7 separate regions of the Mus musculus genome follow, and regions 1, 2, 3, 4, 5 and 6 are each linked to region 7. Evidence: chromatin contacts called from public Hi-C, HiCAR-type, HiChIP or PLAC-seq and promoter capture Hi-C data. All regions are on one chromosome and are shown on one strand. Each heading gives the region's core, a stretch centred on a gene start, on an enhancer-like site or on the middle of the called end of the contact. The rest is flanking DNA. Distances are from core to core; before and after follow the strand shown.

Region 1 (2,896 bases), core at 374-2,873, 2.2 Mb before region 7:
CAAAGCACTCTGTGTAACAAGTTCAAGGATGAATATGCTACTACATATGGTTTGTGTAGTACTGGGAATCAAACCCAGGACCTCAAACACACCAGGCAAATACTCCACCAACTAAGCTATGTCTGCAGTTCCATGTGCTTTAAAAAGATTCCCAGTCCTCCGTGTCTGTCACTTTTCCAATTCCCATCACCCACTCCTCTTCAACCCTATCAGTCTGATCTTCCATAGATGTTCAATATTCGGTGTTAGGAATGTGGTCGCAAGTAACAGAAAACTCAATGGATTGTGGTATAAATAAGGCCCACCACCCTCTTTAAAGCAGGAAAGGAGTACAGAGTCCATGCAGTTTCCTTGGTGTGTCCTAAAGAGGCAGGTTTCTTTGCCTTGTTTTACATTTATAGTAGAGTCTTCTGCAAGATCTCAGAATGACTGCCACATCTCCTGGCATTGTATTATACCATGGTTCCAATCATGAAGTTGGGGAAAGTTGAAGGACACAAAATTTCTCAGGACTTCCTTTATATCCTAAGTCTCCCTTGGAACTTTGGTTTATGCTTTATGGACTAGAACTTTGTTTCACTGGTATGCTGTCAAGCAGGGGAGGGGGCTTTGCTTTTTGGCCTCTGTAGTGTAGAAGTGGGAAGGAGAGAGGGGCTTGGAATAGTGACCATGTGATAAAGCACTTATCAAAAACTGTCTAATTGAACTTTACTGCTTCATCCACACACTGTCCTGGCACATTGTTACCCACCCCTTCCCCTCTTCCTGTAGGTGAGGTTGTGGTCTTAAAGAATCCTTGTTTTATCTCTTCTACGAGGGCACTAGTTTCTTCTTCACTCCTACTTGGTTCATGGTCTCTTCTGAGGATGACAGTCACCGTTTTCTCTGCTTTCCATACAAATGTGTTTTTTGCACAGCCTAACACCCTGATCCCTCCACCTCTGAGTTCCAAGGTCAGTCACAAGGCCAGGCTCTCTATGAAGCTGTCTCCATCCCTCTTTCCTCTCAGCCTGACACGTGGGGAGTACGTCTAAAATGTTGTTACTTTCCTCGTGGAAGTTGAAACGAAATTCTTGACAGTGGTACTGTTTGCAAAACGTCCGGTGCATGGCAGGTGCTCGAACTTGTATCTCTTGTTAGTAATAGCTTATCTCCCCGATCAGATACAACTCGTTGGTGACAGGTTCTGAATCATCCTTTTAAAGCACGTCAGGCCTGGCGAGGACATTGCCCATAATAATGCTGCGCCCATGTAATAAGGGGCTGGGCAAAGGAAGAGCTACAATGCTGAGATGTGAGACATTCCTTTAGCCTGAATGGTAGCCAACTTTTCATAGAGAAGCCCCTTACTCTTCTGCACTAAGAACATGTAGAAGCCAGATTGCTTCTGGAGCTGGCACCGCGATGACGTAAGTGTCCGTCACTTTACTCCTCCCACTCCACCGAAGCCCGAAAGGGGGCGGTGTGGGCAATCGCGCTTCGCGCGGCCCTCTGGGACGGCTGCGCACGCGCAGCTTCCGGCTCCAGGCTCGGAGACTTATTTGACGCTGCCCACTCGGTCCCTTCAGAAGTCGCGGGTCAGCAGCGCCGCGCAGGCGCAGTAGTCCCTTCGGCTGGGGAATTATTTGACGCCACCGCCCCTGGCAGTCGGAAGTTGCTTGAACGGAGCCCAGCCGGCCGGCCAAGCGACCGGTGTTCGTCGTCCCCTGGGCGCCCTGGGAGAGTCACTGACGGGTGGACGGACTGACTGCCGGTGGAGGGCCGGCCGGGGCAGTGGCAGCGCGGGCCGGATGGCGCGGGTCGCGTGAGGCGGCAGGCCGAGTGCGGCCCGCGGTGCGCCCGCCCAGCGATGCGGGCCCCGCCCGTCGCCTCAGGTACGCGGCGGCCGGCGCGGTGCGGCCGGACCCTCCCCTCTCGCCGTGCTTTTTTTTTTTTTTTTCCCTCTCCTCAGCAGCTACTGAGGCAGGGGCTCTTTGAACCTCCGCTGCTCCCGGGGCCGAGCGTCGGCGGGCGCATTCCTGGGTTCTGAAGTGGCCGCACCGGGCGCGGGAGCACAGTCCTGGCCCGCGGATTCTGCCGGGTGTGAGCGAACCCGGGAGGGTCGGACTGGCGGAGCGCCCCCCTGGCAGCCTGGGGACAGGGGCGGGTCTGGAGTGGCAGCGGCAACTCCGGGGAGGATGCGGTCCACCGAGGGGCAGGTGGAGTTGCTGCCGTCCGGTGAGGATGCTACTGCCCAGGGCACGGTGACGCTTGCGAGGAGAGTAAACAGCCACCCTCCGCAAATGCTTGCTTTCCGCCAGGCCCAGGCCAGATAGGGAATTTGAGCACCCTGCACGGCAGGACTGTTACCCCATTCTACGGACCAGGCAACCGAGGCCCAGAGCGATCGGGCGCCTTTGGTGCCCAAGGTCATAGAGCTGGGTAATTTGAACTCAAGCAGCCTTGACAGTCCGATCCAGGTTCTTAACCAATTAGGTCATTGGATGTCCAACTTTGATGCACGGTAAAAATCACTTGGGGAGTTTTGAAAAGATTCCTGGTGCCATAGCACCTCAAACTAATTAAACCACCATGTCTAGAGGGTAGGGGGAGACAAATACTAGTATCTTTCTAGTATTTGTCTTTCCGGAGATCCCCTAGTGGTTCTGGGCTATAGTGAGGTTTGACAAGTGTGAAAGCATGTAATCTCAGAGGTCTGACAGTGCCTCTCCAGTTTATGTGTGCAGGAGGATGCTTGTTAAGATCGTGGATTCCACTGGCAGAAATTCATATTGTCACTCCCTTCCCCCCAGCGCGCCCTTGTTCTATTGCTGGAACTCTCCATTTCTCTGCCTCAGCCTCCTGAGTGCTAGGATGGTAGCTGTTCACTAAGAGAGAACTTTTCCTTAGATCCACA
Region 2 (3,284 bases), core at 335-2,834, 2.8 Mb after region 7:
GCTACAGGACCATTCAGCCTGGTTCGTGGAAAGCGATCTAATAAAAAACCTGGGGAGACCAATTAAACAATGAGACTCAGAAAAAAATGCAGCTCCAGGCTCCTGGCAGCCATGGCATAAAGGAAAGAAAAAGTTCCACAGAAGTTCGCTTACTTTAGTAGAAGAAAAAAATAAATAAATAAAAATAAAAATAAAAATAAAAATAAAAATAAAAAAAAGACCAGCCACGTCTTCAACACTGTCTGTGAGGTGAAGTGTCCAGGACTCCGAAACAGCAAACAGTGAGGCCTGCTCTCCCAGTTACACTAACTCATAAGAGCAGGGTTCGACAAACGGGCTCACGAGACAGGGGTTCTTAGTAAAATTGGCCTACATAAGTACATTCTGTGACGTTTGCAGACATTGCCCAAGGATATATTTCTTATAACTTCTCCCACTCTTTAGGGGCCAGCAACTGTATTTTTCAACTACTATCTCGGGGTCCACTTCTCAAAGGTAAATTATGACATTAATAACATTCATATTCTGGGACTGAAGAGGTGGCTCAGCTATTAAGAACACTGGCTGTTCTTCCAGAGGACTGGTGTTCAAATCCACATGGTGTCTAACAACTGTAACTCCAATTCCAGGGGATCTGACACCTCTTCTGGCCTCCGAGGGCACTAGACATGCATCTGGCACCCAGACATATTCATGCAGACAAAAACACCCATACACATACAAATAAATAAATATCTAATAAAATATTTTCCAGGGGAAGCATGGGTATGCTTAGGTAACCTTACCTAAGTTCCAAAGAACATTTAAAATCTCCTACAGGAGAGGCACAAGGGCTGTCTACAGACTCCTACCTGGCTACATATCCTAGGGTAATGGTGTCACCTAGGATCCCACCAATGGTACCCCTCCTCACCTGGGAAAGTCATGTCTACATAGCTAAGACACATGATTCCTTTAAAGAGCTTGAGTTGCTGCTTGCAGGACTGCTGAATCACGAGCCAGTCCCGTCCTGTATGAAGCCAGCCTTGAGTTTGAATCTCAGCTCCACCAGTTAGCAGCTCTATGACCTTGAGCAAGGTCACTTCTCCTCTGAGCCTCCCTTTCTTCCTCTGTAAATCAGGCCAAAGGGGTAGACCGCTGGAAAGCCCTTAGTGCCTGTGCCTGGGCAGAGAGAAAGTGCCGATGTGGTTAACAAATTACAATTCATCCCCTTCTGCTGTTGGAAACCCTTTAGGAAGGGGAACATCAGAAAATGGAGTTTCAAATAAAGCTATCTCCAGACACTACTTGTGAAAAAGGGTTAACAGACCTCTATACTGCCATTTATCTAAACTAAGAAGTGTTTCCGCAAGATTGAGAGGCACAAATGCGTAATTATGGTGAAGTCTTTGGCAGGTGACTGACCAACTGTGAGCGCTCTGGGGGGCTTGGCCCGGGTTTCTGCAACCTTCCCTCCCTAGGGCCCTCAGGGAGGACCTCCAGCTGGGAGGAGGAGGAAAGAGCCCCGGGATCCCCTTGCCCCTCCTCCTGCACCCAGTGAGTAATGACATCGCGGGGAGGGGGAGGAGGAAGAGGGGCAGGCTCGAAGAGGCCATGTGATGCTGGGCGCCAGCGAGCCGCTGCCGAGCCGCCTCCTTCCTCCTTCCTCGGATCGCGGGCTGTCATGGCGACCCCCAACAACCTGACCCCCACCAACTGCAGCTGGTGGCCCATCTCGGCACTGGAGAGCGATGCAGCCAAGCCGGTGGAGACCCCCGACGCGCCCGAGGCATCCAGCCCCGCCCATTGGCCCAAGGAGAGCCTGGTTCTGTACCACTGGACCCAGTCCTTCAGCTCGCAGAAGGTAGAGCGGGCGCGGGGTGCGGACAGGCGACTGGGAGGGGACCGGAGAGAGAGGCAGGTAGCACCGGGGGTCCCCGGAGGGAACTGTCCTGAGGGGCCGCAGAGCCCTGCCCCAATGCCAGGAGCATCTCCTTAGGCCTCGTTTCCTCCTGGGGACACCTGAACAGAGAGACAAAGGCCGGGGACAGACCTGCCCTGCCGGCAAGCGGCCTGATGGGGCTGAGCAGAGGAAGCCTCACTTTAGGCCAGCTTTCATCCCATCCACTGTTCCAGACACTCTCGGGCCACAGCTCTGAGGCCCTCGTTCTAGCAGGGGTCTTCTTCAGTCAGGGACTTAGGAAGTCTTTCCTCCCGCCGTCACCCTTTCTCAAGAGCTGAGAAGGAAGGAGTTAACCCATCCCCTCAGAGCAGCTGGCTTGCCCATCAGATTTGTTTTGCTCTTAAAGGCACAGACCGGCTTTGGCTCCTTAGACCACTTAGAACACTCCCCTCCTTTCTAGGGTAGGGGCAGTTGAAAGTACACCTTAGTACTGTCACCGGGGTTTCCGCTTTGTAGGAGTGAGATTAGGCTCTGCGCCCAATACCTGGTGGTTCTAAGGGACTCAGTCTCCCACCCTGCCTGGGTAGCAGTCCTGTCTGTAGCCAGTGGGTTCAGCACCATGGCCAGAGCCCAGAACTCGTTCTAAGGCATAGCTGTTTGTTACCTGACTACCCCAGCTCCCCACCGCCCTGTCCCATGCCTTCATTTTACACATGGGGGCCGGCAAGTATTGCTGAAGATAAATGCTTGGGAAAACAAAGACTTGGATTTGTGTTTTGGTCCAGGTTAAGTTTTATAACCTGAAAAATGGGATAGTGATAGAGGTAATAATAGCCACCAGGAACTTGAACCCCTCAGTAGAGTTTCTGGAGGGGCTGTTTAAGGGGTGACACAACAGTACTCCAGGCTGGCTCTACTCACACCCCACTGTGCCTTGAAATCACTTCATGATCCTGGCTAAGACACAGCCTGCCAGAATCTGCCCCAGATGGCTGTTAGTCTAGAGGCCCACCTAGGTGATACTGAGAAAGTTGGGCTACCTATCACTCTTTGGTCTCCCAATTTAGAGTCCTTGAGTCTGAGATTAGCCAGGGAGAGCCCAGTGGGAGAACCATCTTCTTCGCTGGCCCACTATGAAGCTTTGGATGCCTCGGTTTACCTCTCCAAAGGCTAAGCGCTCTGATCTGTAAAGTGGAATAAACATTGTCACTTCTGCAGGGGAGCTACCGTGAGGATGATGTGAAATTGTGTAGAGAGAGTGTTGCTGTTGATGCCTGGTAAGGGATGGAGGGTCTGTTGATAAGGGTGTGAGGATTTGTTAAAGTGTTAGGGGGTGGAACAGGGATCAGCTCAGTAGCAGAGCTTGTGCTTAACGTGAACGAGGCTCTGGACTCAAATCTCA
Region 3 (2,917 bases), core at 372-2,871, 2.4 Mb after region 7:
ACAAGACCACCTGTTTGCCACATAATTCCTTTCCTTATCCCTAGTTAGCTTGTGTCACCACCATTCCTACAGAAGTCCTTGGACCTCATTCCTTTTTGTACCCCAGGAAGCTTCAAACGTCTGAGCCTTTGTATGATGTCATTATTTTACAGGACTCCAATGGATATGCAAGTAATTAAACCTGAGTTTCCTCCCGTTAATCTATTTCCTATCCATTTAATTTGCAAACAAGCCAAAGATGCTAGGAGGAAAGCCATTTGCCCTTTCCTTACCCCTTTCCTTACTATAAACTCTAGAACTACAGTTTGGGGAAGTCAGTGCCTCAGTTTCTCCATCTGCTATCGGGTAATACAAGCATATAACTCATTGGGTTGTTATGAAGATCAAAGGTTTCTATGAACTGTTTTTGTAGGTGAGGAAGCAGGCATGGAGAAGTTTGATAATTTGAGATAATGGAACTAGGGAAAGGTAGGCTGGGAATCACCCCCGAGGAGATCTCACTGTAAAGCACACTAGCCGTGAAGAGCAGCGATCCACATGAACTCCTTTGAAGGGAGAGGGGTGGGGGGAAGCCTTGAATTAAGCCAGGTGAAAACTTGTAGCTTTCAAGTCTTCATCCTTCTGTAGTAAATGAAGTTTTCGGAGTTGTACTGTCTAAAAGGGGCCAGCAGTTTTTGGAAAGAGATCTGAGGCCTGAGCCTAAAGGGCATTTGGCTGGGGTTCTTCCAGGCTCCTATCCTTTCAGGGAGTCCCAGTAAGATGACACTCAGTTTTTAGGTAGTAAATGACAACCTGAAAGAGACAACCCTTGCCATCAGAAATTGAACGTAAGCCAACAAGCCTTCCCCCTGGGCTTAATACATTTCCTAGGAAAGGCTGCTGGGATCCCAGAATGCTCACAGTTCAGCAGAGGAAATGCGCACAAATGCAAGCAGATGGGCAGGAGACCCCAGTCGGGGAAGATGTGGGGAGTTCCTGGTCCAAATACGGCCCAAGCAAAAGCTGCAAGACTTAATTTCGCCTCTCTGTGTCTTGGCGTGGTGATCTGGAAGGCCGTTACTAAATGGAGTTACAAAGATTTAACCCGGACAGAAGAGAGGTTTAAGTTTGGTGAGAGAAATGTTGGGATTTTGAGCTGGGTCTCTCTGAGGCAGCTGAAGAAGCAAGAGGCTTGCAAAGGAAAAGATACAAACCCAGTCAAAGGGAGCATGGGGGCTCTAGGGATAGTGGCTTGGACCGTCCCAAGCAGTGACAATTTGGGCGGGAAGTTTCTCCTATTCAGTTCTTCCAGTCTTTGCTATGTGTGTGGCTCGGGGTCTATCTAAGATTCACACAGAGCCAGGCCTCGCGCCTCATTGAATCCCTAAGGTAGGTGTATCTGGACACAGTAGATTGCCAACTAACAGAGCATCTGCCCGCTTGCACATTCGGTTTCTGCCCTCCGGTAAACCACTCCCCTCTTCCCCATGCTTGGGCTCCGCCCCTACAGTAGGCCCCTCCTAGGGTTCTGGCGCGCGGGCTCCGCCCCTCGTGTCTTGTACGCTTCGCCCCTTCCGTATGCTCCGCCCCTGCGCTCGCGCGCCAGGGCCGGGCGGCGCCGACGCACTTGGCGGGAGATAGGAAAGTGGTTCTGTGCGCTCCCTAGGCAGCTGCAGTTCCTGGGAACGTGCGACCAGACCTGCAGACACGCTGACGCCTGAGAGCACCGCCTGGGGCCCGGAGCGGCTCGAGCAGCCTGAGTCCTGACCCCGGCCCGGCTCCCGCTCCGGGCTCGGCCGGCGGGCGTAAGGGTGCGGCGGGGTCCGGGCCGGGGGGATGTCTCGGCGGACGCGCTGGTGAGAGGCTGCGGGCGCGCTGGGGTCCTCTCCCTTCTCCTTGGGTCGGCAAGCGTGAGATGGGGATCCCCGGGAGAAATGCACCCTGCGCCGCCCGATGCAGGGGCGCGCGCCACGTTAAGAGGCTATCGGGACCCCCTCGCTCGGTTCCTGGGCCTCCTGGGCCCGGGAGTCTGAAAGCGCGGGTTCCCCCTCTAGACCGGGTCCCAGCCCTGGGTGAGGTCCATCATCTCCCGCCTAATTGCAGGGTGGGGAAGGAAGGCTGTCGCTCGCGGTGTCAGCTGGAGGCCCATTACTGGGTAGGGAGAATGTCTCCCCTTGTCGCAGCGAGTGGAAGGCAGAAGCCTGGGAGACACTTGTCGATCAAGAGTGGCTCGAATTTGCTGGCGTTCCTTTCTTGTTAGCATTCCGGGAAGCACAAAGCCCCTGGGCCCTCCGCGGGATGCGAGACGGGGAATTCGTTGTCTCATGGGGTTTCGGCGGCCGGTTCGGTTTGGTTTCAGAAGCCTTCTTCCTGTCCCACGCTAGTTTTGGGCAGTTGGGGATGAGTAAAGACTATTGGTGTGCAACGAGACTGCTCTGCTAGCAGCCTCTGAGCCAAAGGCAGGAACTGGGTTTCCCTCTTAGTTCCCTAGAGGTTAGGTGGCTGGGTCAAGTCTGGACTTTTGGGACACCTGTGTATCTGGGGCCTAATCGCGGGGCTTTCCAGCCTTTCTAAGGCGTGGGATAATTGGGTTCTGCTGTGTTCCTTCTGGGTCTTTCCAATTCAGAACGCCTTTCCACCGTCTTCAGATGGCCGAACCTGGCCTAGGATGAAGATAAGGCACAGAGATGCCTGCTTGCTTACTTGCAGAGTTCTTCGTGGCTGGGTTGGGTATTGGTTTGGTCTGTGGGTGCTGATCAGGGTGGCTTCCCATGCCCCGGTGTCTAGGACAGTTCAGTGCCCAGGAAGGGCATCTGGAAGTACTAATCCCAGAGCCCCGGGCTTATCTGAGGGTCTCTTTTGTGAAGTGTGGACTCTGTGCCCCTGCATCCTCACGAGCCTTTCTCTGCCACATGGTGTGACTCCCTGTACCCCAGTG
Region 4 (3,069 bases), core at 190-2,689, 2.0 Mb before region 7:
TCTTTCTTTCTTTCTTTGTTTTTTTGTTTTTCGAGACAGGGTTTCTCTGTATAACCCTGGCTGTCCTGAACTCACTTTGTAGACCAGGCTGGCCTCGAACTCAGAAATCTGCCTGCCTCTGCCTCCTGAGGGCTGGGATTAAAGGCGTGCGCCACCAAGGCCGGCTTTTTTTTTTTTTTTTTTGCCACTTTTCTTAAAACGTCATGTAAATAAACCAGCCTTCAAAGTGCAGGGCTAAAGCTTAAAAGAAGAAAGAAAATACAGCAATCAAGAAAACAGAAAACTTGAGTTGTCGTGGCGTGCTTGGGGAAAGAGGAAAGAGAAAAAAAAAACAATGCTGGAGTGGTGATCAGGGTGTCTAAGCCCCAAACAACAGCTGCAAGCTGGGTGGTGGGTGGGAGAGGGGAGGATGGTCAGCAGGCTTTCAGGGCAATCTTATCGGGTGGAGCCGTCCTGGTAGGAATTCAGTCAAATGTTCAATCAGGCAATGGATAAAATGAAGACACTTAATCCAGTCTCAAAAAAATTATCTCCCACTTGATCCAGTCTCAAAAAAATTATCTCCCATATCCTCTTCTGTATTCCAGAAGCTTTTATAGAATGCACTCCAAAACAAGGGGTAAACTGGTGTGTCTGTGTGTGTATCTGTGTGTGTGTGTGTGTGTGTGTGTGTGTGTGTGTGTGTGAGATGTCAATAACCCTAATACATAAAAGGCTGGAACAGGAGGATGGCTGAGAGTTGAAGGCCAGCATGAGATACAACGACATGATTAAAAACAAAAACAAAGACAAAACCAAAAACAAAGCAGGGCAGTGGTGGCACACGCCTTTAATCCCAGCACTTGGGAGGCAGAGGCAGGCGGATTTCTGAGTTCGAGGCCAGCCTGGTCTACAGAGTAAGTTCAAGATAACCAGAACTACACAGAGAAACCCTGTCTCAAAAAAGCAAACCAAACAAAACAAAACAAAAAGTGAAATATTCAATCTTAAGTAGACAGCTTGATGAATTTTTACAAACTCACTAAATATTCATTTTAGCTGCCACTCCCAGAAACTGAAGTTAGTAGTACCTCAGAGTTTGGAGTTTGACTGGGCCCTTGAGGGCCCTGAGTTCCATCCCTGGAACCTATTGGGTGAAGAGAACAGGCATCTTGGCACGCTCCCACACCCATCACGCAATAAATAAACAAATGAACAGAAAAAGAAGTCAAAGGGGAAGGAGATTAGCTTAACACGGTCACAAAACTAAGGGCTAGATCTGCAAGGCTATGCAGACAGAGACCAAGGGAGAGTAAGGGGACAGGGAGGGGCGGAGTCCAGCCCAGTGTGGGTGGAGCCTTTGGTCCCTTAGTTAGAGCAAGGGGCGTGGCTACGCCTCCATGTTCGGAGCTGGGGGCGGGGCTCGTGGACAGCCAGTTAGCGCGAAGAGGCGTGGCCACAAGGAGGCTGTTGCGGACAAGCTGGAGCTACGGTTGGACTTGAGGCCTGGATCAGCGGGGAATAGAAACCCACAGAAAGTTCTGGAGCGCCAGGCGGGAATCAGGTGCTGAAACCAGCGAGTCCTCCCGTAAGGAGGAGGCTTCCGGACGCTTCGGGGCCCAGAGACTCAGACGCGGCCCGGGGTTTCGTGACGCACTCGGCTTCGGGGCGGGACCGGCGCTGGCCAAGATGGAGGCCAACGTGTTCCGCTTCCGAGATGCCCGCTCTGCTCCGGATCCCGTGCTCGAAGCCGGGCCGGTGGCCTTCGGGTCGCAGCCGGTGCCTCTGGTGCTGGACAACGGGTCGTTCCAGGCTCGGGCCGGGTGGGCGTGCCCCGGGCCGGACCCCGGTCCCGAGCCTCGCCTGCAGTTCCGCGCCGTGTGTGCGCGCGGCCGCGGCGGGGCGCGCGGCGGGCCGGGGCCGCAGGTGGGCAACGCGCTGGGAAGCCTGGAGCCTCTGCGCTGGATGCTGCGCTCGCCCTTCGATCGCAACGTCCCGGTCAACCTGGAACTGCAGGAACTGCTGCTGGACTACAGCTTCCAGCACCTCGGCGTCTCCTCGCAGGTGAGGGCCTGCCGGGCAGGGCGCGCTCGGCTTCAGCCGTCATGCCAGGCAGTAGGGTATTGAACACAAGTTCGTCAGCCTTGTGCTAGGAGCTAAGGGTACACCACGAAGTCTTTATCTTCCAGAGGATGGGCTGTCTCAGGCACAAGGGTCCAGTTTGCAATAGTCCAAGTGAGATGAGTTTTACCAGCACCAGTCCGATCCTGGAAGTATTTTGAAGATAAAACCAACGGGGTTTATCAGTTAACAGTTTAGCCAAAGCTTGACTTAATAAACTTAAAATGAACCGGGCATGGGTTCACGGCCCTTTAATCCGGGCACTCGGTAGGCAGAAGCAGGCAGATGTTTGTGAGTTCAAGGCCAGCCAGGGCTACACAGAGAAACCTTATCTTAAAAAAACAAAAAACCAACAGACAGACAGACCTACGAAAAGCTTAAATTGATCATGTTATTTTGGCTTCCCAAAATAATCTCCAATAGAGATGAAATGTATTCTTTAAAATGGCCCGTGAGCACCTTTTAAAAGATGTATTATTTCAAAGTTATATGTGTGAGAATGTGTACAAGAGTGTAGGTGCCTTAGGCAGGTGATCTTCTGTGACTGGAGTCAGAGATTAGGTGCTGGGAAACAGAGTTGGGTTCTAATGTGTTCTCTCTAGTCCTCGTGTCTGGCCTTGAGTGTCTCCCTCCACGACCTCGTGTTTTAAATTAGAGTTCAAAAGTAAATTCTGTCCTGCGTAAGGATTTGGGGTTATTTTTGCATTTCATGCATGCTTCCGTTTGTCTCTTTGTGCTTGTCTTTCAAAGTAGGGCTGCGTTGATCATCCCATAGTTCTGACAGAGGCTGTGTGTAACCCCCTCTACTCCCGTCAAATGATGTCGGAGCTCCTTTTCGAATGCTACAGGATCCCGAAGGTTGCCTATGGGATAGACAGCCTCTTCAGCTTCTACCACAACGTGCCCAAGAATGCCCTTTCCAGCGGCCTCATCATTTCATCCGGCTACCAGTGCACACACATCTTACCG
Region 5 (3,277 bases), core at 49-2,548, 2.8 Mb after region 7:
CCCTCCCATTAATCAGCATCATGTCTTGGAACAAAACATTAGAATCCATGGCTACCCCTAAACAATTGGCGTGCCAGGCTGCTGGGCTCCTGGTTCATTAGGCCAGATACAGCAACATCTGCCATGTCTGCCTCCTCTGAGCTCATGAAAGGTGGCTGACCTGGAGATCTGGGCAGAAAACACCCACCAAAGAGATCTGGAACAACTACCACCCTTACACTCTATTCTTAGACCAGCCACTACGAGTGGGGAAGGATGAAGGTGGGCCAAGGACAGGGCTCTTCTTCCCTAGGTTCCAGTAGTTTCTCAGACGCCACCAAAGGGCCCATTACTAAAACCTTCACAGGCTTGACAAGGAAAGCCTCGTTAAAACCAAGGTCTGTCAGAAACCTGACTCAGTTGCCCAAAAGAGAAAACCGGGTTTGAAGTAGATTAACAAGAGAGGCAGATTGTCCACAAGCTGGAGACACTCACTAGTCTGAAGCATTAAGCTCACATGGATGGAGCAATTTCATCTTCCAAACTCCCTGTCTAGCTCCAACGGAGTGTTGTGCAATAAACTTACGATGTAAGTGTTTCTAAAGGACTAGGAAAGAAATAAGTGGAGTTTGAGAGATGTCCCAACGAGATCGGCTGGGGTTGTTTTCCTGGGTGACTGCCATGCACTTTAGAGTACTGAGAAAGTCCAAGGAGATCCAGGAGAAAGGTCACCAGAGTGAAAGGTTTCACGCTTGCTTCTACTAACATGGGGCAGGGATGGCAAAAGCTCTTGGGGTGGTGGGTGGGTCTAGAGGTGGTTCTTTAAGTCAACGGTGGGATTTTTGCCACAGTGGTTAAGAGAGGGGTGTCTGACTAGCCGGCAAGAGGAAGGTGACATCTCCCTGAACAGGACAGGGGCAAGCGCCTAACTCTGGGGGCGGGGGAATAGCCGCTCCAATGTACCCACTGTCACTTATAACCCACCCGTCACCGACTCGATCCTCCTATCGGAATGCTCACATACTAGGCGCGAATGTCACTTGCTTTCCCAGGGTCCCAGTGTCGCGACACGCGCGCGGACGCGCCTGTCAAGACAGGGCTCCCTCCCGATGACTCGCCTGCCCCAGCATCCAACTGGCTTCTTGGGGCGCGGGGGCCCGGAGCCCGATGCACTCACACGTTGAGGACGTTGCGCTTGTTGCTGAGGTAGCTCTCGGGCAGCGGGGACAGCTCCTTGACGACCGAGCCCGCCAGCATGGCGGCCACCAGCGCCCAGGGCAGGTGGCGCCGCACCGTCGCCCTCACCAGCGTCCCGCGGAGAAACCACGCGCAGCGCTCCAGGTGCTCCATGCCGGTCCTTCTCGGCTACCGTCCGCCTTCCAGAGCCTTCTCGGCCACCGTCTTACCCTTCGCCCGAGCTGGCACCACCACATCCCCTCTGGGCGCATGCGCGCTTCCTGCAAGCTCCGCCCCCTAGAGGGCGTGTCTCCCTCTAGTGGCCTTGATGGGTCTCTGCAGAGTGCAGGTCTGCATTTACCTGCGCCGCTTCCACTCATCGCCCCCAAGCTACTGGCTGAGATCACTGCAGGCTGCTCTTTGCCTGGGCAACCTGCTCCCCTCATGTTTGTGGGATGGGATTCTCGCTTTCTTTATCTGCAAAACAAACAAGAGACCCACCTTTCTTAAGAGCTAGTTTGGGAGTTCCGTATATTGGGTCAGTTATAGGGTTTTTCAGATGAAATTTCTTTGCAAAGTCATTAATAAATTTAAATCTTATTTACTTGTTTTGTTTTCAGACTGGGTTTCTCCAAGTAGACCTGGCTGACTTGGAACTCATTCTGTATAACCAGGGTGGCCTCGAACTCAGAGATCCCCTAAACTTGACCTCCAGAGTACTGAGATTAAAGTCATGTGCCACTTCGGGTTTTGAGACAAGTAAGGGCACTTGTTGCCAAACCAAATAACCTGGATTCAGTCCTTGGGATCCACATTGTGGAAGGCAACTCCCATAAGTTGCTCTCTCCACATTGTGGAAGGCAACTCCCATAAGTTGCTCTCTCTCTCTCTCTTTCTCTCTCTCTCACACACACACACACACTAAATAAATAAATAAATACAGATAAATAGATAAGTAAATAAATGTAAGAATGAATCAGCTGAAAAAAAAAAGGATGAATCAACTGTGTTGTTGACTGAACATCTTGGGCTCCCAAGGTTTGCAGAGCTCACATGAGGTACTGGTGACTCAGTCACTCAGTTTTGTCCCTTAGCTAAGCTCCTAGCCCGTAATGTTAGGTGTCAAAGTCAGGGCTTCCCAACCATGAGTTATTCCTTAGTGACTGTAGTTTATAGATTAGCACTTTAAAATCAAGGTGAAAACTCAAACCCATCACTTTCTAATTATTTTACTATGTTCTATTATTATTTATGTTCTTGTTTGTCTATTTTGAAACAGGATCTCTTACGTGACCCTGGCTGGCCTGGAACTCACTTTATAGAGAGGGCTGGTTTTGAACCTGTGTTGTCTTCCTGTCTCAGCCTCCCTCTTGGGTGCTGGGATTACAAGCATGTCCCATCACATCTGGTTTATCTATGCCTGAGCCTACCTGTATCCATTGTGCCTCCCGGGAACACCTCTGTGCTCTCTTCTCCCTTCTGTGATATCACACAGGAAGCTTGAAATCAGCCACAATAGAAGTATTTGCACTAAGGAAATTGGCAAGTGCTACAAATCAGGCCTGTGTTCTGTCATCACCTGTCTTCGTTGAGCTGTGACTCCATTTGTCAATGTGTGGTTGAACTGAAATCACAGGTGAACCGTGGAGACAAATGTCCAGTAAAATCAATAACATTGTAAGCATCGGCGAGTTATATTTACAGTGAGGAGTGCCATGGGAGCTGGGACTGTAGTTCAGTTGGTAGGATGCTTGACTAGTGTGCACGAAGTCCTGGGTTCAATGCCTCGCACTGCATAAACTCTGTGTGGTAGTACCTGACTGTAATCTCAACACACCAGAGGTAAAGGCTCAGCCACACAGTGAGTTCAGGGCAAGCCTGAGATACATGAGACCAATCTTCTAAAAAAAGAAAAAAAGTGTTGTGTGTTTCATTTTCATGTACACCACTCTTTATGCTGAGAGGTTTTTATTTTAGAAAGTTCTTAATAAATGTATATATGTATATACTGATATATTTTCTCCAGGAGAGCTCATTATATTACACATTTATCAGCAAACCACTGTTTGCTGGGAATGTGGAGTGGGAATGGAGGAGGGAGGGAGAGAGAGAGAGAGAGAGA
Region 6 (3,284 bases), core at 354-2,853, 2.3 Mb before region 7:
CGAATACAGGGGCAGAGGGCAAGGAAGACTATGGCCAAGAGCTGGGTAATGGTTAAACTGGAAAGAGATGGACAGATAGGCAACAGCCAGACAGCCAACAAAGGAAAGAGGCTGCTCCTAACTGAGCAACAGCTGTTCCTTAAGGAGAGCTCGGAAGACTGGCCGGGAGGAGGTGACAGTTCTAATAAGCACTGGCCACGAGACCTGCAGTAGGCTCAGCACTTGCTGTCTTAGATCAATGCAACCTGCCCAGCTGGCAGAACTGAGGTGACAGGACTCTTATGTCACAGAGGTAGTCCCATTTTTCAGATGAGGAAATCAAGAACCAGACAAGGCCCGGAAGCCAGCAGAGAGCAGTGGCTGAAATCTGGATGGTGCATATGACCCCCAAAATCTTCTGGCTCCTTTCCATTCTGCTCTCCACCCACCAGAGTAAAGCAGAAGGGTACAGAAGCGACAGTGGGAACACAGGACACACAAGACACAGATCCCAAGTGGGTACAGCAACAAGCAGGCACACCTCAAAGAACCCAGCCTCACCTCACCTTCACCCACTTCCAACTATAAATGAAGAAACTGAATCCCCCATCCCAGGGCACAATCCTCACTCAGGAGCACCAGTTTGTCGATGTAGCAAGACGGAGACAACTCTTTGGCCACTGTAGATCCCAGCTGTTATTTCTGCAAATACAATAAGCCCAGGTGAGCCACATGAACAGCACCCAGTTACCTGGGAAAGCACCCAGAATCCCAAACACAAAAGCTGCCAGGTAGCAAACCACGGAGCATAGACACCCCCCCCTTTCCTCTGTAATCCCCACTATGCAACATGGAACAGAACTGTCCCCAGAATCTTGCCCTTGGTTATTTCGAGCCCTCACCGAGCTTCTCTCTGCACAGTGGCTTTGTCGACCTCCTCAAAAGTAGTAATCAGAACTCCACACCACCCCTCTGCTGGTACCCATGGGAAGGCCAATTACAGGCACCCGGGCTTCAAGTTGCTCCCGAATAGCAGAGCACTTACCCAGGCATCCTCTCCCTGGACAGTGGGTGTCCATCTCGGAGTTGAAGGGAGTAGGGGGTTCCAGAAGCTGTAATCTGTCGACCCAAGGAGCTTCCATCTGTCTCCAGGAGGGCTGCGCAGTCTACAGCCTGGCAGGACAACGGAAGCGGCTGCGGCGCAAGGCAGGGCGGGGCAGGGGGACCCAGATGCTGCACCCGGGGTCCTGGGGGAGTCTCAACTTAAATCCTGGTCAATGGATTCGCCTTGGTAGGATGCTAAAAACATGGGACACAGGTCGTAAACACCGACCCACTTTTTGTAGGCGACAGACATGGCTTTGAGGCTTCAGATACTCAGACGGTGAAAAGCACGCGGCTTGAGGCCCTCCCTCCTCTAGACCCAGCAGACCAGCCGCCCACCGACGGCCCGCAGCCCGGTTTCCTTGATGGAGGAAACGGCGCTGCCCATGCACCTTGCACTCACCTTGGTGCCCTGTATTGGGGAGACGAGCCCGGGAACATGCGGGATGTCTGTAGATTTGGGCGGATGGCAATGGCCAGAGAGGAAACACATCCACGCGACAGGAAACTGTGGTCTTCACGATGGGCGCTGGCGGAAGAACAAATGACAAAGCACGCTGCAGCCTAGAGCAGCATCTCCGAGCGGCGGGCCCTCCAGCGCCCCCACGAGGAGAGGAGACTAACAACTGTTTGAACATATTAAGTTAATTTTTTTTTTTTTTTAAACAATGATACGTTTTAGGAGGAAACTGTCTCTCGTTTGCCGTATTTTTTCTGTTTGTTCTGAAGCAGACCTCTCTTACAAACTACTGATTCCACAGCACATGGCTCAGTGGTGTCACAAAGGAACAAATGATGACTTTAAACACCACCACACGAGGTCAGTAGTGGCTTGAGACTGGCATGTGGAAGGGATGAGAGCAAAGAATGAATGCTTTGCTAAAAGTCTACCTAAAAATCATAAGGCCGATGGGACGATTCCCTTAACCAGAAAAGTCCTGATCCAAGTAACAGATGAGAGACAGATGTTTGAGAAGGAGCTCACGTGTTTCCAAGTCTTCATACTCCCAAACTCTGCTTGGATCCTAGGCCAAATGTGGCTCTTGGCCCTATGTACAGCAGCTCTGCCCTTGGGGCTGAAGAAGGAACTCCACTGAAAGAGTCCAAATGACCTCTGAGCCAGCCATCTCTTCCGCCTCTAAGGGTGACTTAAAGACAAAAGATAGTCTGGGCTGGAGAGATGGCTCAGTGACTTAAAGCAATTGCAGAGGACCTGAGTTCAATTCCCAGTACTCATACAGAGAGCCTAATGTTTGTCTGTAACTCCAGTTCTAGGGGATATGACGCCCTCTTCTGTACATTGTAAACACTGCCTGTAAAAGTGGTACACATAGTATTTCAGGCAAAACACTCGCAGGCATAGCATTAAAAGAAAGAAAGAAAGAAAGAAAGAAAGAAAGAAAGAAAGAAAGGAAGGAAGGAAGGAAGGAAGGAAGGAAGGAAGGAAGGAAGGAAGGAAGGAAGCCAGGCGTGGTGGCGCACACCTTTAATCCCAGCACTTAGAAGGCAGAGGAAGGCAGATTTCTGAGTTTGAGGCCAGCCTGGTCTACAAAGTGAGTTTCAGGACAGCCAGAGCTATACAGAGAAACCCTGTCTCAAAAAACCATTAAAAAATATATATATATATTATTAAAATATATATTAAATATATATTATATATTAAATATGTATTATATATTAAATATATTAAATAAGTATATTTAATATATATATATATAATATATATTAAATATATATATAAATATATATTAAATATATATTAAATATATATATATATATTTTTTAGGGCTGGTGAGATGGCTCAGCGGTTAAGAGCACTGACCACTCATCCAGAGGTCTTGAGTTCAATTCCCAGCAACCACATGGTGGCTTACAACCTTCTACAGTGAGATCTGATGCCCTCTTCTGGTGTGTCTGAAGACAACTACAGTGTACTCCTATCCATTAAATAAATAAATCTTTTTTTAAGAAATTAAGGCAAAAGGTAGATGTATTTTTATGAATTTAATACTGTAACAAGATATTGTGTCAGCATTGTCATGGTTAATATTGCCAACTTGACAGGATTCAGAATCACCTAGAAGACAATAGGCTAGGCACATCTGTTAGGGACACCAAGATTAAGTTAGCTGCTGGGCTTGTTTGTAAAGGAATGATCTAGATTATACCAAACAAGATGAGAAAGCCCACCTTAACTGGGT
Region 7 (3,233 bases), core at 38-2,537:
TGTGATAACTGTTATAAAGGAGAGAGGCACATGGGTACAGCATGCGGAAAGGGGCGTGCAGCACTTCAAGCTTGGTTTTTCGGGACAGTTTCTCTAAGTAGCCCTGGTTGTCCTGGAACTCACTCTGTAGATCAGGCTGGCCTCGAACTCAGAAATCCGCCTGCCTCTGCCTCTCAACTGTTGGGATTAAAGGCGTATGCCACCACTGCCCAGCTGGCTTGAGTTTTGAAATATTCACAAGAATTAACCCTAAGTGTTTATCACTCAATGTTTATGAACATTTTCCGAATTTATTTATATGGGGGATTGAGCCAGACTGGAGATGAATTCAGCCTGGGATGTTCTTGCAAATCCAATTGCTAATGTCATTAATCCCTCAAGACAGTTTGATAGTGGTCGATGGTCCACACCCAGGACTGTGAGGAGTCAGGGCAGACCTTATAGTATGGTGTTCCCTAAATAAAGTTCTCTCAGGGTACAGTCCTGGTTAGAACCAGGATCCATTTACCTGGGGGTCCAATTCCCTTTGATTTGGAATATTAGCCCTCTCACATCAAACTAATTCCTGTCTCACAGTAGGCGCTTAATAAATGTTTATAAAAAGAACAAATGCAGTAGGGTACTTGTGACACAGGGCTACATGACTGTAAACTGGAGCTAAACCTGACTGAAAAATTAAAATAATTTTTAAAAATGGGTGTGAAGTGCTGGGCGGTGGTGGCGCACGCCTTCAATCCCAGCACGTGGGAGGCAGAGGCAGGAGGATTTCTGAGTTCGAGGCCAGCCTGGTCTACTGAGTGAGTTCCAGGACAGTCAGGGCTACACAGAGAAACCCTGTCTCGAACACCCCCCCCTACAAAAAAAAAGAATAAATAATAAATAAATGGATGTGAAGTATTCCAGAAGTCTGGACAAAGGCTGTGAGGAGACTCCAGCTAAATGCCTTACGGCTGCTGGTGAACTAAGATCGGGGCAGCCAAGGTACGTGCGGATCAAACTTGTCTGGCTCTAGAGATGCAGAAGCTGGAGACACGGTCCCTGGCCAGCTTAGCTGGGTCCCGCCGCGGCCTTTAAAGGCCTACCACGTGGCCGCCCGGGTGTCCAAGGTCCAGAGGCGGTGTCCACGCTGCGCCTGCGTGCTGCTAGAGCCGGTGTCCCGCCTCTGAGAACGCCAGTCCCGTAGCAAGGCAGAAAGCAGAGAGTGGGCGGAGTTAAGTCCGTATGCTAATAAAGGGGCGGAACTTGCGAGGCAAAACCGGCTCTGTCTCCCGGACCTCTAAGAGACCCGCCGCAACCCTCAGCCTCTTTCCACGAGCGCTGACGTCGACGACGACGTCCCATTTAAAAGCGGCCGCGCAGGCGCAGTGAGGGGAAATGCGAACTTAGGCTGTTACACAACTGCTGGGGTCTGTTCTCGCTGTCCGCCCGCCCGGCAGTCTGTCAGTCGCGTCGCTACCGCCGCTGCCTCCTCCACTGTCCCGGGAGTCTCGGGCCGGTGGCTGCTGTCGCCGTCTGTTCGTGCTTCTCAGGAGCTTCGTCCGCCCGTTCAGGCCGTCCCTGCCGTCCGCCTCTCTTCCCCCGCGCTGCCTCTGAGCCCGCAGCGTTCGCACGCCGGCCGACATGAGCGGGGACCATCTCCACAACGATTCCCAGGTGCGACCAGCCGGCCCCCGACTCGTCCCCAGCTGCTCGGGCCCGGGCCGGCTCCGGCCCCGGCCAGGGCCCCGGTCCCAGCCCCAGCCGGCCGCGCCGGGTTGACAGGCCCGAGTCTGCGATGAGGGGCGGCCGGTTGGAGTCGCTTGGATGGCCGGGTCCCGGGCGGAGCCGTCAAGTTGGAGTTTGGTGGGGGGATGGCAGCCCCGGGTAGGCCATTCGCGGGCCTCTGGGTTCCGGGGCGCCGGGTGGGCCCGAGCCCCGGCCCCCGGCCGCGCGCTCTCGTCCGCCGCCCCGGGGCTTCATGTGCCGGTTGTTTCATCTTCCCTCCTTTTCTTTCCTCAGATCGAAGCGGATTTCCGATTGAATGGTGAGTGTGCCCCCCGCCCCGCCCCAAGTGTCCCCACACGCCGCTGCCTGCCTCCCCCGCGCCGGGCCGGAGCCGGGCAGAGGACAGACATGGCGTCCCAGAGACTAAGTCCCGGCTCCTCGCTCACCGGCCCCATTGTTCCCATCGGGCCGCCTCTGGACCCCCTTTCCCGGGGTCTCAGCACCCCCAGATCACGGCCTTCTCCAGAGGGGGCACCGGAGACCCCGCGTCGACCGTCGCTGGGTCTCGGGCGGCCTTTCTCCGCCGGGATTCTTCCCGGGAAAGTCGCCTTGTCGACGGTCGGGACTTAGTCTCTGCGCCATTTTCTTTTTCTCTCTCCTCTCCTTTCTGTGCCTGTGTCTTTCTCTCCCTCCCTCAGCTCCTTCCTTGAGCTGTCCAGAAAGAGCTTTCTGCAGAGCAGAGCCATATAAATCACAGACCTCACCAAAGAAGGAAGGCTTAGGGACGGAATTATCTTTTATTTTTTCTTAATAGAACTTTATTTTGGAAGTTACTTGCTTTCTGCTTCATGTTTGCTTGCTTTCTTCTTCTTTTTTAATTTTTGTGATTCCAGAACGAAAGATTCCCTTAGGCAGCTAAGGGTTTTATGGGTTTTTTTTGTTTCTTTTGTTTTTTGTTTTTAGTCCTTTTATTTTTTAAATGGTGAGATGTTTATAATAGCAGTTACAGTTCTTGAAACTAAAGCCATCTTTTGTGGAGTTCTTTGTATTTTGGGATTGTTTTCCCAAGTTGTGCTGTTTGCAAAGATAACTCCCTTTAAAAAAGTTTTCAGGTTGTCTGTGTGTCATCTAGTGTGAGTGTTGGACTTGAGCATATATTCTTTAAAAAAAATTAAAAGTATTAGTGACCAGAACTTCCTATTGTGGCAAGGTAGAGTTTTTTGTTTTTTGGGTTATTTTTGAGACACAGTTTATTGTGCTTGTTCCGAAAGGTTGCTGAATTGCTCATTTAGACATGGTGTGCTGGCCTTTTCTTTGGGGTCATAGGGAGTTTTAAAAAAGATTTTATTTATTGAAGTAGAGTGGCCAGCCCTGACTCCTGTCTTCTTCCTCATTCTTCTCAGGGGCTGCTATTTTTTTCAGGAATTAAGAGTTAACTGGCTTTCCTCACATCCTTAGGCTCTTGAGCCCTTTCCAGTCATGTTTTCAAAATATTTCCACTAAAGTTACCCAGGGAAGAATGTTGGTGG

What was found. Promoter capture Hi-C pulls out the DNA fragments that hold promoters and counts their contacts. Hi-C and Micro-C count contacts between places; a contact is called where the count stands out from the background. HiCAR-type assays count read pairs that join an accessible place to other places. HiChIP or PLAC-seq counts read pairs in DNA pulled down with a chosen protein or histone mark.
Region 1: a contact with region 7 is called in a promoter capture Hi-C map of liver, with 3 times the contacts expected there. The contact joins the promoter of Ralgapb here to the promoter of Top1 in region 7. A contact is called at or near these places in 7 of 39 promoter capture datasets (cranial neural crest, frontonasal cranial neural crest, hippocampal neurons and 3 more) and 1 of 115 datasets of contacts at active chromatin or transcription factors (extraembryonic endoderm stem cells).
Region 2: a HiCAR-type map of astrocytes shows a contact between it and region 7, with 6 times the contacts expected there. The contact joins the promoter of Gdap1l1 here to the promoter of Top1 in region 7.
Region 3: an H3K4me3 HiChIP or PLAC-seq map of pro-B cells shows a contact between it and region 7, with 9 times the contacts expected there. The contact joins the promoter of Mybl2 here to the promoter of Top1 in region 7. A contact is called at or near these places in 1 of 39 promoter capture datasets (pre-B cells), 1 of 484 Hi-C or Micro-C datasets (B cells) and 7 of 115 datasets of contacts at active chromatin or transcription factors (embryonic stem cells, extraembryonic endoderm stem cells and pro-B cells).
Region 4: a contact with region 7 is called in a promoter capture Hi-C map of pre-B cells, with 8 times the contacts expected there. The contact joins the promoter of Actr5 here to the promoter of Top1 in region 7. A contact is called at or near these places in 11 of 39 promoter capture datasets (the 3T3-L1 cell line, 3T3-L1-derived adipocytes, the C10 cell line and 7 more), 9 of 115 datasets of contacts at active chromatin or transcription factors (SST interneurons, VIP interneurons, astrocytes and 5 more) and 1 of 9 other capture datasets (liver).
Region 5: a Hi-C map of CD4 T cells shows a contact between it and region 7, with 17 times the contacts expected there. The contact joins the promoter of 2310001K24Rik here to the promoter of Top1 in region 7. A contact is called at or near these places in 1 of 39 promoter capture datasets (cranial neural crest) and 1 of 484 Hi-C or Micro-C datasets (CD4 T cells).
Region 6: a contact with region 7 is called in an H3K4me3 HiChIP or PLAC-seq map of embryonic forebrain, with 6 times the contacts expected there. The contact joins the promoter of Snhg17 here to the promoter of Top1 in region 7. A contact is called at or near these places in 1 of 39 promoter capture datasets (cranial neural crest) and 2 of 115 datasets of contacts at active chromatin or transcription factors (embryonic forebrain and embryonic stem cells).

The regions. Positions count from the first base shown.
Region 1 is chr2:158,408,230-158,411,125 of GRCm38.p6, forward strand. It overlaps Ralgapb (Ral GTPase activating protein, beta subunit (non-catalytic)), which reads left to right and starts at 1,624. Exons shown (of 30, transcript NM_001291138.1): 1 at 1,624-1,874.
Region 2 is chr2:163,436,883-163,440,166 of GRCm38.p6, forward strand. Gdap1l1 (ganglioside-induced differentiation-associated protein 1-like 1) reads left to right here and starts at 1,585. Exons shown (of 6, transcript NM_144891.2): 1 at 1,585-1,843. The coding sequence starts at 1,664.
Region 3 is chr2:163,053,014-163,055,930 of GRCm38.p6, forward strand. It overlaps Mybl2 (myeloblastosis oncogene-like 2), which reads left to right and starts at 1,622. Exons shown (of 14, transcript NM_008652.2): 1 at 1,622-1,835. The coding sequence starts at 1,816.
Region 4 is chr2:158,623,474-158,626,542 of GRCm38.p6, forward strand. It overlaps Actr5 (ARP5 actin-related protein 5), which reads left to right and starts at 1,440. Exons shown (of 9, transcript NM_175419.4): 1 at 1,440-2,043; 2 at 2,854-3,069. The coding sequence starts at 1,669.
Region 5 is chr2:163,471,247-163,474,523 of GRCm38.p6, forward strand. 2310001K24Rik (RIKEN cDNA 2310001K24 gene) reads left to right here and starts at 1,299. Exons shown (of 1, transcript NR_028122.1): 1 at 1,299-1,757. It overlaps Fitm2 (fat storage-inducing transmembrane protein 2), which reads right to left and starts at 1,383. Exons shown (of 2, transcript NM_173397.4): 1 at 1,157-1,383. The coding sequence starts at 1,329.
Region 6 is chr2:158,359,919-158,363,202 of GRCm38.p6, forward strand. Snhg17 (small nucleolar RNA host gene 17) reads right to left here and starts at 1,604. Exons shown (of 6, transcript NR_027887.1): 1 at 1,487-1,604; 2 at 1,025-1,152; 3 at 546-681. LOC115489589 (a small nucleolar RNA gene) reads right to left here and starts at 11; the gene lies at 1-11. RefSeq lists a cis regulatory region at 1,536-1,812.
Region 7 is chr2:160,644,610-160,647,842 of GRCm38.p6, forward strand. It overlaps Top1 (topoisomerase (DNA) I), which reads left to right and starts at 1,288. Exons shown (of 21, transcript NM_009408.2): 1 at 1,288-1,653; 2 at 1,999-2,023. The coding sequence starts at 1,621.